Regions from separate parts of the Anas platyrhynchos genome. Here region 1 is linked to region 2. Evidence: chromatin contacts called from public Hi-C data. All regions are on one chromosome and are shown on one strand. The core of a region is the stretch at or near the end of the contact, and the rest is flanking DNA. Distances in the headings are between cores, read along the strand shown.

The links. Hi-C and Micro-C count contacts between places; a contact is called where the count stands out from the background.
Region 1: a contact with region 2 is called in a Hi-C map of F5 follicle, with 2.7 times the contacts expected there. The contact joins the promoter of IBTK here to the enhancer-like site in region 2. A contact is called at or near these places in 2 of 8 Hi-C or Micro-C datasets (F1 follicle and F5 follicle).

What each region holds. Positions count from the first base shown.
Region 1 is chr3:85,185,108-85,189,626 of IASCAAS_PekinDuck_T2T, reverse strand. It overlaps IBTK (inhibitor of Bruton tyrosine kinase), which reads right to left and starts at 2,113. Exons shown (of 29, transcript XM_038176660.2): 1 at 1,975-2,113.
Region 2 is chr3:84,871,563-84,876,434 of IASCAAS_PekinDuck_T2T, reverse strand. It overlaps DOP1A (DOP1 leucine zipper like protein A), which reads left to right. Exons shown (of 37, transcript XM_072036241.1): 19 at 586-2,593; 20 at 2,694-2,805; 21 at 3,788-3,970. Among named protein-coding and RNA genes, the nearest start is that of PGM3, 30 kb to the right of the region's middle. Within about 2 kb of position 2,389, at least 5 of the 8 cell types and tissues checked have an H3K27ac peak or open chromatin away from gene starts, as enhancers often do. A contact at or near this core is called in F1 follicle and F5 follicle, where this site is marked.

The DNA.
Region 1 (4,519 bases), core at 864-3,363, 310 kb before region 2:
AAGACAGGATACACACAGCAAGAACCCACTGAAGACAGGATACACAGCAAGAACCCACTGAAGACAGATGAATTCCTAGATAAATAACAGCAAACGCACCCTTCAGCTATAAGCAGCACATCAACCAAGGCTTTAAAGAAGAGTGAGATTACTAATTCCTATCAGGAGATTGTATCTCCACAAAGCATTTAACCCATGTGGAAATCCTCTGCACATTTGCTGGAAGTCTGAACATCAATCAAGATTATTCAACCCCTTGAACAATATTATTTGAATATGTTGGGGGGGAGGGGAGGGGGCAGAGAGGGGAAAAGCATTTTAGTATCAAAAAAGGGGAAATTAAGAAATTTAAGCTATATGCCATCTCCAGGTGATTTGGAAATATGATGGTCCCAAATATAATCCTAAAAACATAGATCTTTCTCAATAATTTTAATGGGGCATGGCAAGCTCTTTGACTTTCCACAAGACTGTGAAAGAGCAATTAGCATTCAAAAGGTTTACAAAACAACCTGTGAGTACAGCCTGAACAAACAGGATCTGTTTTATCCCTCAGCTGTGTTTCATACAGACCACAGTCTTCAAAAAGGAAAGTTATTTACAAAAAGAACAAAAATCAATCTGTTACCCCTGACAATGGGTAAGTACTCATTCATTCAAACTTGATAAAAGATTAAGTCAGGAATCACTTTCAAAAGATACACCGAGCACAAATGAGGCTACCCACAGGTATTCTCAAAACGGACTAGACAAGCAAGCTGTCAAGTTTTAAATAGATATCACCTGCCTAGAAGTACAGATACGGATGAAATCCAATTGCATTTATAAAATAACAGGTTCCCTATGTTCCCTCAGCCATGGCAGATCCAAGTTGCTGCATTTACTAGGCTGGGGCCTCTCTGCTACCACTTAGAAACCCTGCAGCTAGTGGCTTTTAGATGTTCTCCAGGCTTTCTGCAACTTCTGCCTTCACAGTGCGGACAGCACAATCCTTACATGGATGAGACAATCAGTGATGCAGCCTTTCAACATAACTTCCTTCTTTAAAAGAGTACCAACAACTCCAGCCCATTTGCTGCTAAGACTGCTAACAAACACTCTGAATTGGAGGCAGACACTGTCAAACAAACACCAAAGTAACACTGAGTGCTAAATTCAGCTGCAACACCTCAGAGAAGTTCAGTTTGTCAGAAATTATGAGGTATCTCCATTAACAGTTCACAAACAGGAAACTGTGAAATACTGTGCTTCGCTTTTCTGGAAGCAATGAAAACTACATAGCTCAATAACATTATCAAAAAACTAAAACGTAGAGACAGTGGTAACACAGAAGCACAGTTAAAGCCATTTCCACAATACACTGGGATCCTGCTCCAGATCTTAAGTTTATCTGTCTTTCAGTAAAAGTGAAGAGTAATGAACCAGAAGTGCCTTCTAGAATTCCACTGTACTTAAAGACCCATGAAATAAATAAATAAAGTCTTAGACTTAGCAGACTTTTCTGTATGAACTCAGAACTTCTAGTAAAGTGTTGTTACAAAGCACCCCCACCAGATGTTCCTGTGTACTTTTATATTTATTTTTTGCAAGCCCCAAGCTGCGGTCCCCGCGGACAGACAACCACATTGACCACGTCAGCAAGGAAAGGGCCGGACGCCGGAGATCTGGTGGCCGGCCCCAACAGAGCCACGCACTGACATTTTTGTGGCCCAACCAGGCCATTTCAACTCCCCGGCGCTCACCGCTGCGGCTCGGCAGCAACACCGTGAGTTGCTACCACAAGCAGCGGACAAACACCCCCGGCAGGGCCAGACACAGCAAAGGCTTCCCGGGAACCTCCACCTAAGGCTGTGTGGGCCCGCAGGGGGGCCGGCGGCCGCCTCACCAGCCACGCAGCTGCCTCAGCGGAGCCCCCCCCCCCTCCCGGCTGTCCCCGTCCCGGTCCCCCCGGACACAGCGGCCCCCGCCCCTTACCAGTCGCTAGATGAATGGGCTCGGCCGGGCGGGGCGGGAGGCGCGCTGGGCAGCGCGGGGGCTCATCCTCAGTGACAGCGGGGTAGGGCCAGGCCGCTGCGGGGACCGCGGCACCTCAGCGGGAGGAGGCGGCGCCGGCGGCCGGTGCCAGCGGAGCAACGGGCGGCGAAGCGACGGCAGCCGCCGCACCCCTGAAGAAGCCAGCAGGCGATTGGCCGAGGCGCCGCCGCGGCTCGCGCGCTGATTGGCCCGCCCGCGGCGGAGCCCGGATTGAGTGACAGGGAGGGAGGGGGAAGGGGGCGGGGCCTGCGCGTCGCGGCCGTGGGGCGGGAAAGGGTTAAAACAAAATGGCCGCCGTGCTGCGGGGGGGGGTGGGAAAGGGTTAAACAAGATGGCCGCCGTGCTGCCACGGTGGGGCGCGCAAGGGTTAAACAAAATGGCGGCCGCGGGAGCTGAGTGTGGGGAAGGGTCGTCGGGAAGGAGAGGTTGGAGGAAAGATGTTTGAGGTGGTTTAGGGTTTTTTCCTGTCAGTTTTCATGGGAGAAGGAAAATTTGTGGCCACGCAGCTAGAAGTGCTGGCTGCAATGTCGTGAAGCACTATCGATTGGTGGAATGAAATAGGCAAAGGATGCAGGCCCCTGCCTAAGAAAAATGTTAAAACCATTTTGGGAGAATTATTACCAACATCTGAGGCTGTCCCAAAGGAAGGTGAAGAGATGCAGCTTGCCTGGGTGTGAGCAAGGTTGCTGACAGGGCAGTACCTCTCTGGGAGGTCTCAAATACAAATCATTAAATAACCCATCTGCAGATCTCTAGGAAATAAAGAAGTAAGAGAAAGCATCCGGAAGGTTTTATCGAGACAGGTATTCCCAAACCTGTGTAATTTCTCACTCTGACACTGCGAGTGGTCCAATTTATATGATACAACTTGATCTTTGTAAGGCTTTTGACACCAACCCACAGGGCAGTCTCATAAGCAAACCTGTTAAGTACACAAGGATTTCAGAAATCAATCTTGCAAGGTAATTCTCTAAATCACCTACTTAGAAAGTATCTGAAGTAAACTCCTGTTCTACTTTTTTTTTTTTTTTAATTGGGGGGGAGGATGATGTAATAGGAGGTGCAGATTACAGTTTAATCTGGAATAGGATTTGTGTTTTACCTTTTTGGGTGGGAAGCAAGGAACCAGACAAGTAGTACCCAATGTAAAATAGAAAAAAAAAATGCACATCACTTTTTCCAAAATAGAAAGGAAAGACAGGCTATATTAATGTTTATGCCAATGGCCAGAATTTTTCCATGTTTATTTAAAGCCACAATTTTATCACCAGAGTAGTGAAAGCATTAAGGAGTTTAAAACAACCTAGCTGTTTTTTAACCACAAAACATTTGAAGTTGAAAAAAAACTTCTATGTGTATTCTTCAGCAGCAGTTTAATTTGGGGAAAATGGAGTATAAATTGTGTGTAGGTGAATCACAGGCATTTTTTTACTCAGGCCATCTGCCCCAGTTAATGTGAACTTTGCAGTCTGCCTTTTGAATTTCACTGTACAAAGGTTCAGTTTGCCAGCAGTCATTCCTCTTCGTAACTATCCCTGCATGCTGTGTGAGGTTTATTTATGCATTACTTTCCTAGTGATAGCTTCTTTCTGCTTCAGTCATGAACATGTCTCAGAGGTGGCCTTGCTACAAGTATTCTGCCAGCTGGCCTACAAACAGTAATGACCATCTGGGGAGATAAAGAGGTCCAAATACAGCTGAAGTCAGCCATAAACAATGCTTTGTTGTACAATAATAAATTCAAGTGAATAGCTTGGGCAGGCATCCTTTGGAGAGGTAAACAGCACAGTGGAAAGATCAGGGGGCTTAAAAGAGAGCAAGGTCCAAGACAACAGTGGTAAATCCTATATGAAAAAAAAATAATTTCTAACATGCTGGAGTGCTTTTTAGGTACGTACTCTTTCACACAGCTCAAAATACAACTGTAACAAATGGAAGACTACGGGGGATACAGAAAACTTTGAAAATAATTATGCGTAGTGAATAGGACCTGATGTAGTCCATTGGGTCAGGCTAAACCTTGGCAGAATAACCAACAGTCTTTTAGCAACGGGTTTCAAAGCAAAAGTTTGATCTCCTCTGCAGGAGTTTTATATTTTGGTAAAAAGGCAGAATATTAACTACTTTACCTATTGTTTATTGCTGAGGCTTTTCTACTTGCTTTCAGCTCAAAGGCCAGCAGTAGAAATTCCTTCTATCTTGCATTGCCTCTGCAAGAGCAGACAACTAATGAATGCAATTCACAGTATCAGGATGATGTAGTTTGATTTGAGGCGATAAAATAACTTGTAATTAGACAAAAAAGGCTAACTCAAACCTCTGTTTAAATTACTGTTTTTGTTCATTTTGTTTTTGTTTTTCAGCAATGGAAAATTACAACATCGTTGTGGAAAATATACTATTTTAAGCCTTTCAGAAGGCTTCATCTCCAAACAGTGGATATTAAAAGACTGTAGGAAAACACTGAAGAGTATTTTCTAAGTGG
Region 2 (4,872 bases), core at 1,140-3,639:
ATGTGCTTTAGTGCACTTTTTTTTTTTAAGGCTAGGTGTCACAGCCTTGAAGTGTCTTTGAAGTTTAACTGCCCTCAGATTAAGACAGTATACAAGTATTTCAATGCAGAGCGTATTATTATGTCTTACAGACTTCAGTAGAACTTAAGCTTATGACCTGAAGTTTAACCAAGAAATTAGATTTTTTTTTTTTTTTTTTGTGGATTAGGAACACTGATGTGGGACTGACTGAAAACATACTGATTAAGTTTGAAGGTGTTTGCATGTATTCTATATTGTTAGTAACATATTAATAATTCTTTTTTTGTCAAAACACAAGTAGATAAGACTGCATAAGGCTTCACATGGAAATTATGTTTTGTTAAGGTCTACTACTAAAGTGTTTCTGGCTTGCTTATGTGAATATGTGACTTGTTATTTACTGTTGTTGTTTTTTTTTTTTGCGTTAAAGTGAAAAGGAACTATTTACCTTACTGTTGTTTCATTTAAAGTCTTGATAATAGTTTAAATTCTAAATATAAATTCTAAATTCTGTTCTGAAAAACAAGATACCATGTAAATAACTTTTTCATGTTTTTCTTTAAGCATTTTCCCACGTGCCTGTAAGCCAAGGACAACTTATTATACCTAAAGAAGGCAATGAAAAGCAGCTTGTTATGGATGAAATGGAGAACTTCAGCCTGACTGTCAACCCTCTGAGTGACCGGCTTTCCTTGTTAAGTACCAGCAGCGAGACCATTCCAATGGTTGTGTCTGATTTTGACCTTCCTGACAATCAGGTTGAAATACTGCAGAGTTCTGATTCTGGCTGTTCTCAGTCATCTACTGGAGACAACATCAGCTATGAGGTGGAAACAGAAAGCCTGAGTGCTCAAGATAGCTCTCAGACTCTGAGAGAAGACTCGCCTGATGAAATTGTGCAACAAGTCATTACTGACCTTATCTGCAGAGTTGTAAGCAGTCTTGGAGAAGAGAACGACCCAGTTAAACACAGTCTGCACTCCGAGGATACTTCATGTAATTTCAGCCCTTTGGATAACCCCGACGAGATGACTAAAAGTGAAGATCAAAATATTCAAAGTAGCCAAAGTAGTTTGCTTAGTAATGACAGTTCCCAGTTATTGTCAGCCTCAACTGAGACTGGACTTGAGAGCTTAAGAGACGAAATTTCAAGAAATAACTCCTCACCCTGTATTGCAGCAAGCCAGCAGTCCCTGTCAGATCTCACTCTTGCTTCCACAGAGTCCAAGTCCAGAAAGCGGAGCCACAGTAGCATTCAGTTCAACTTCAAAGGAAAACTGCCAGAAAAAACGTCAGAAAAAGAAACAATTGTTAAAGAGGCTGGTAAGCAACCAGGTGCAAAACCTAAGGTGAAAATAGCCAAAAAGAAAGATGAAGAGAAGAAGAAAGCGCAAACAGAAAAGCTTAAACAAACAAACGTCTTCTTTAGTGATGGTCTTGATTTAGAAAACTGGTACAGCTGTGGAGAAGGAGAAATTTCAGAAATAGAGAGTGATGTGGGGTCCCCAGGAATGCGGAAATCTCCCAACTTCAATATCCATCCCTTGTATCAACATGTACTGCTGTATCTCCAGCTGTATGACTCCTCAAGGACATTGTATGCTTTTTCTGCAATTAAAGCGATTCTGAAGACAAATCCCTCAGCGTTCGTAAGTGCTATCTCCACTACCAGTGTCAACAATGCATACACTCCTCAGCTCTCACTGCTCCAGAATCTCCTAGCCAGGCATCGGATATCTGTTATGGGCAAGGATTTCTATAGTCACATCCCAGTTGATTCTAACCATAACTTTCGGAGTTCTATGTACATAGAAATTCTTATCTCCTTGTGTTTATATTACATGCGGAGCCACTATCCAACTCACGTTAAAGTAACCTCACAAGATCTGATAGGAAACCGTAATATGCAAATGATGAGTATAGAAATTCTGACACTTCTCTTTGCTGAATTGGCCAAAGTTATAGAAAGCTCTGCAAAAGGCTTTCCTAGTTTTATTTCGGACATGTTATCCAAGTGCAAGGTTCAGAAAGTGATCCTGCATTGTCTGCTGTCTTCTATCTTTAGCGCACAGAAATGGCACAGTGAAAAGATGGCTGGAAAAAACATAGTGGCTGTAGAAGAAGGTTTCTCTGAAGACAGCCTTATAAATTTCTCTGAAGATGAATTTGACAACGGCAGTACTCTACAGTCACAGCTTTTAAAAGTGCTTCAGCGGCTGATTGTGTTGGAACACAGAGTAATGACTGTGCCTGAGGAAAATGAAACAGGCTTCGACTTTGTCATAACAGACTTGGAGCACATTGGTCCCCAGCAGCCGATGACTTCTCTTCAGTATTTACACTCCCAGCCAATAACCTGCCAAGGCATGTTTCTCTGCGCGGTGATAAGAGCTTTACATCAACACTGTGCCTGTAAAATGCATCCTCAGTGGATTGGCCTTATCACTTCCACTTTGCCTTACATGGGAAAGGTTCTTCAGAGGGTGGTTGTTTCTGTGACTCTTCAGCTCTGCAGGAACTTGGATAATTTAATTCAGCAATATAAATATGAAACAGGATTATCTGATAATAGGTAAGTATATCTAGAGGTGTATAATCTTTTTAAGCAAATTTAATTGTGTTGAATTACTTTGCTGCTGGATGAGTTCATTTAAAAATATATTTTATTTTAGGCCTCTCTGGATGGCGTCAGTCACTCCCCCAGATATGGTTCTTACTCTATTAGAAGGGATTACAACAATAATTCATTACTGCCTGCTAGATCCATCTACACAATATCATCAGGTAAATTTACTTGGGCATCTGAGAAGTTCCTGTGCAGTATATGTCAAATTAAGGACTGTAATTGTATAAACGTGCTTGTATTAGGTACTTGCACAAAATTGAAGGTCTGAGTGAGGAAAATAATAGCCATGTAGTAATCTTGGTTGTAAATGTGTTTTTCATGGATAGTGTATACATCTCAATTAAACGGAACAATAATTTTCTACTAATTATACTTCTAAGAGAGTATTAGACTTTTCTGTTGTTATCATTATTTCCTTGAAACAACGAAGTAGTTTCAAGGAAAATTCCTTAACTTTCGGACCTCTAAAATGTAACTTTTTAGAACTTCATTACGACTTCATTGTGGAACTTTGCAGACTGATGCATATCTGGCACTTTCTGGCTGGATTATGTTCATCGTGCAATATGTCAAAATATTTTCTTTCTGCTTTTTCGGTATATTCACAATTTGTCTTCAGTCAAGCAATATTTTCAGATCTGATATTAAGAGCATAGTATCTTTCAAGAATTTGGCCCAGATTTTACATGAAAACTTTTGTTCTGCTGTCTACCTTGGTTTTGCCATTTGTGTTCTTATTCCCCTTTGCCTTCCATTCATTTGAAAATAACCGAGAACTGTTTATTGTCTGTGCAAGTAAATAATTTTGCTTAATGTATTTGTTAAACCTCAGATTCTGAAATAATTATATTTTGCAAAGGTGTAGGCAGATGATACAAAATTGATTGCTGTAGTCATGAGGTACCACATGTTCAGAACACATTCCATTCTGAATGACTGAGAGTCAAAAGATTCTTTAATCAATTATTATTTGATAAACTCAAAGCCTGTAAGTACTGTAAAAATTACCGAAAAGCTGTTTTGGAAAAGAGGCCTGGTTTAAAGCTTCCATGTACATTGTCTCAATTTACACTATTTTACTAATTTTATTTGTGTAGATATTTAATGCTGTTCTTCCCCTCTTCCCTTGAAATGTTCTAGCTTTTGGTTAATGTAGATCAGAAACACTTGATTGAAGCACGCAATGGGATCCTGTCTATACTGCATATGATCATGTCTTCTGTGACTTTGCTGTGGAGCATCCTTCACCTTGCAGACTCTTCAGAGAAAACTACTGCTGCCGCTGCTGCATCCATTACCACTATTAATCTTGGGTCAACAAAGGTCAGAATGTCAGGGATAATATTGTTTACATCGTACATAAATACCTTCATCAAACTAAATCCAATTACATTCCCTTAAATGTAAATTGACTTTTAATACATTTGTCCTAATCTACCCACCCACCTGAGAAACAAGACCCAAGAAAATGGGTATTGACTCTGCTTTTAAACTTAAATGTATCAGCTAACAGCAAGTCTCCCATTTGCTTTCTACAAAGAAAATTAAACCCATCCTGAAAAATACTTGAACCATTTAAGCCACCCTTTTATGCCTCAAAATATGTAAAATGCTCATGTAGAATCATAACAAAAGAGAGCTGTCCTCTTAAAACGCCTTGTATTCAGACACTTTTGAACTAGTTCCGTTACTCATTCAGTGTCCATACTGTGATATCCTTATACATGGGGAAATAGCCCTGCAATCACAAAGATGAGAATCCAAGAGGGAGTCAAATATTGAGAATGCTGCCTAGCCCTCTTATTGGAAGCATTTCAAACTTCTAATATTCCACATTTTAAAATAGGAAATTGTCAGTTAAATCTGAGATATTTTAAAATATTATTTCCTAACAGTTATTTTGAATATTACCAGGTACTTTTTCAGATGATGCCATTTTACGTCATTTTCAACATTTGGCATTCAGGCTGAAGGAGTGATCACTCCTTTTTTTAAGACTCCATGTCTTTCCACAGACGTTATCTGTCATCATATTTGTGCTGCCAGTAGGGCATCCTAATCAAGGAAGGGAAAGGGGTCTGTATGCCATCATGTGGATGGCATATGATGTTATGCTTCTTCTGTGAAAATAAGATAAGCTTTTTCACTCTGGTTCAATATTAACTTTTCTGTAAATCCTAGGTTTTCTTTAGTTTGCCGAAATCCATAATATTCAAAAGAGCATT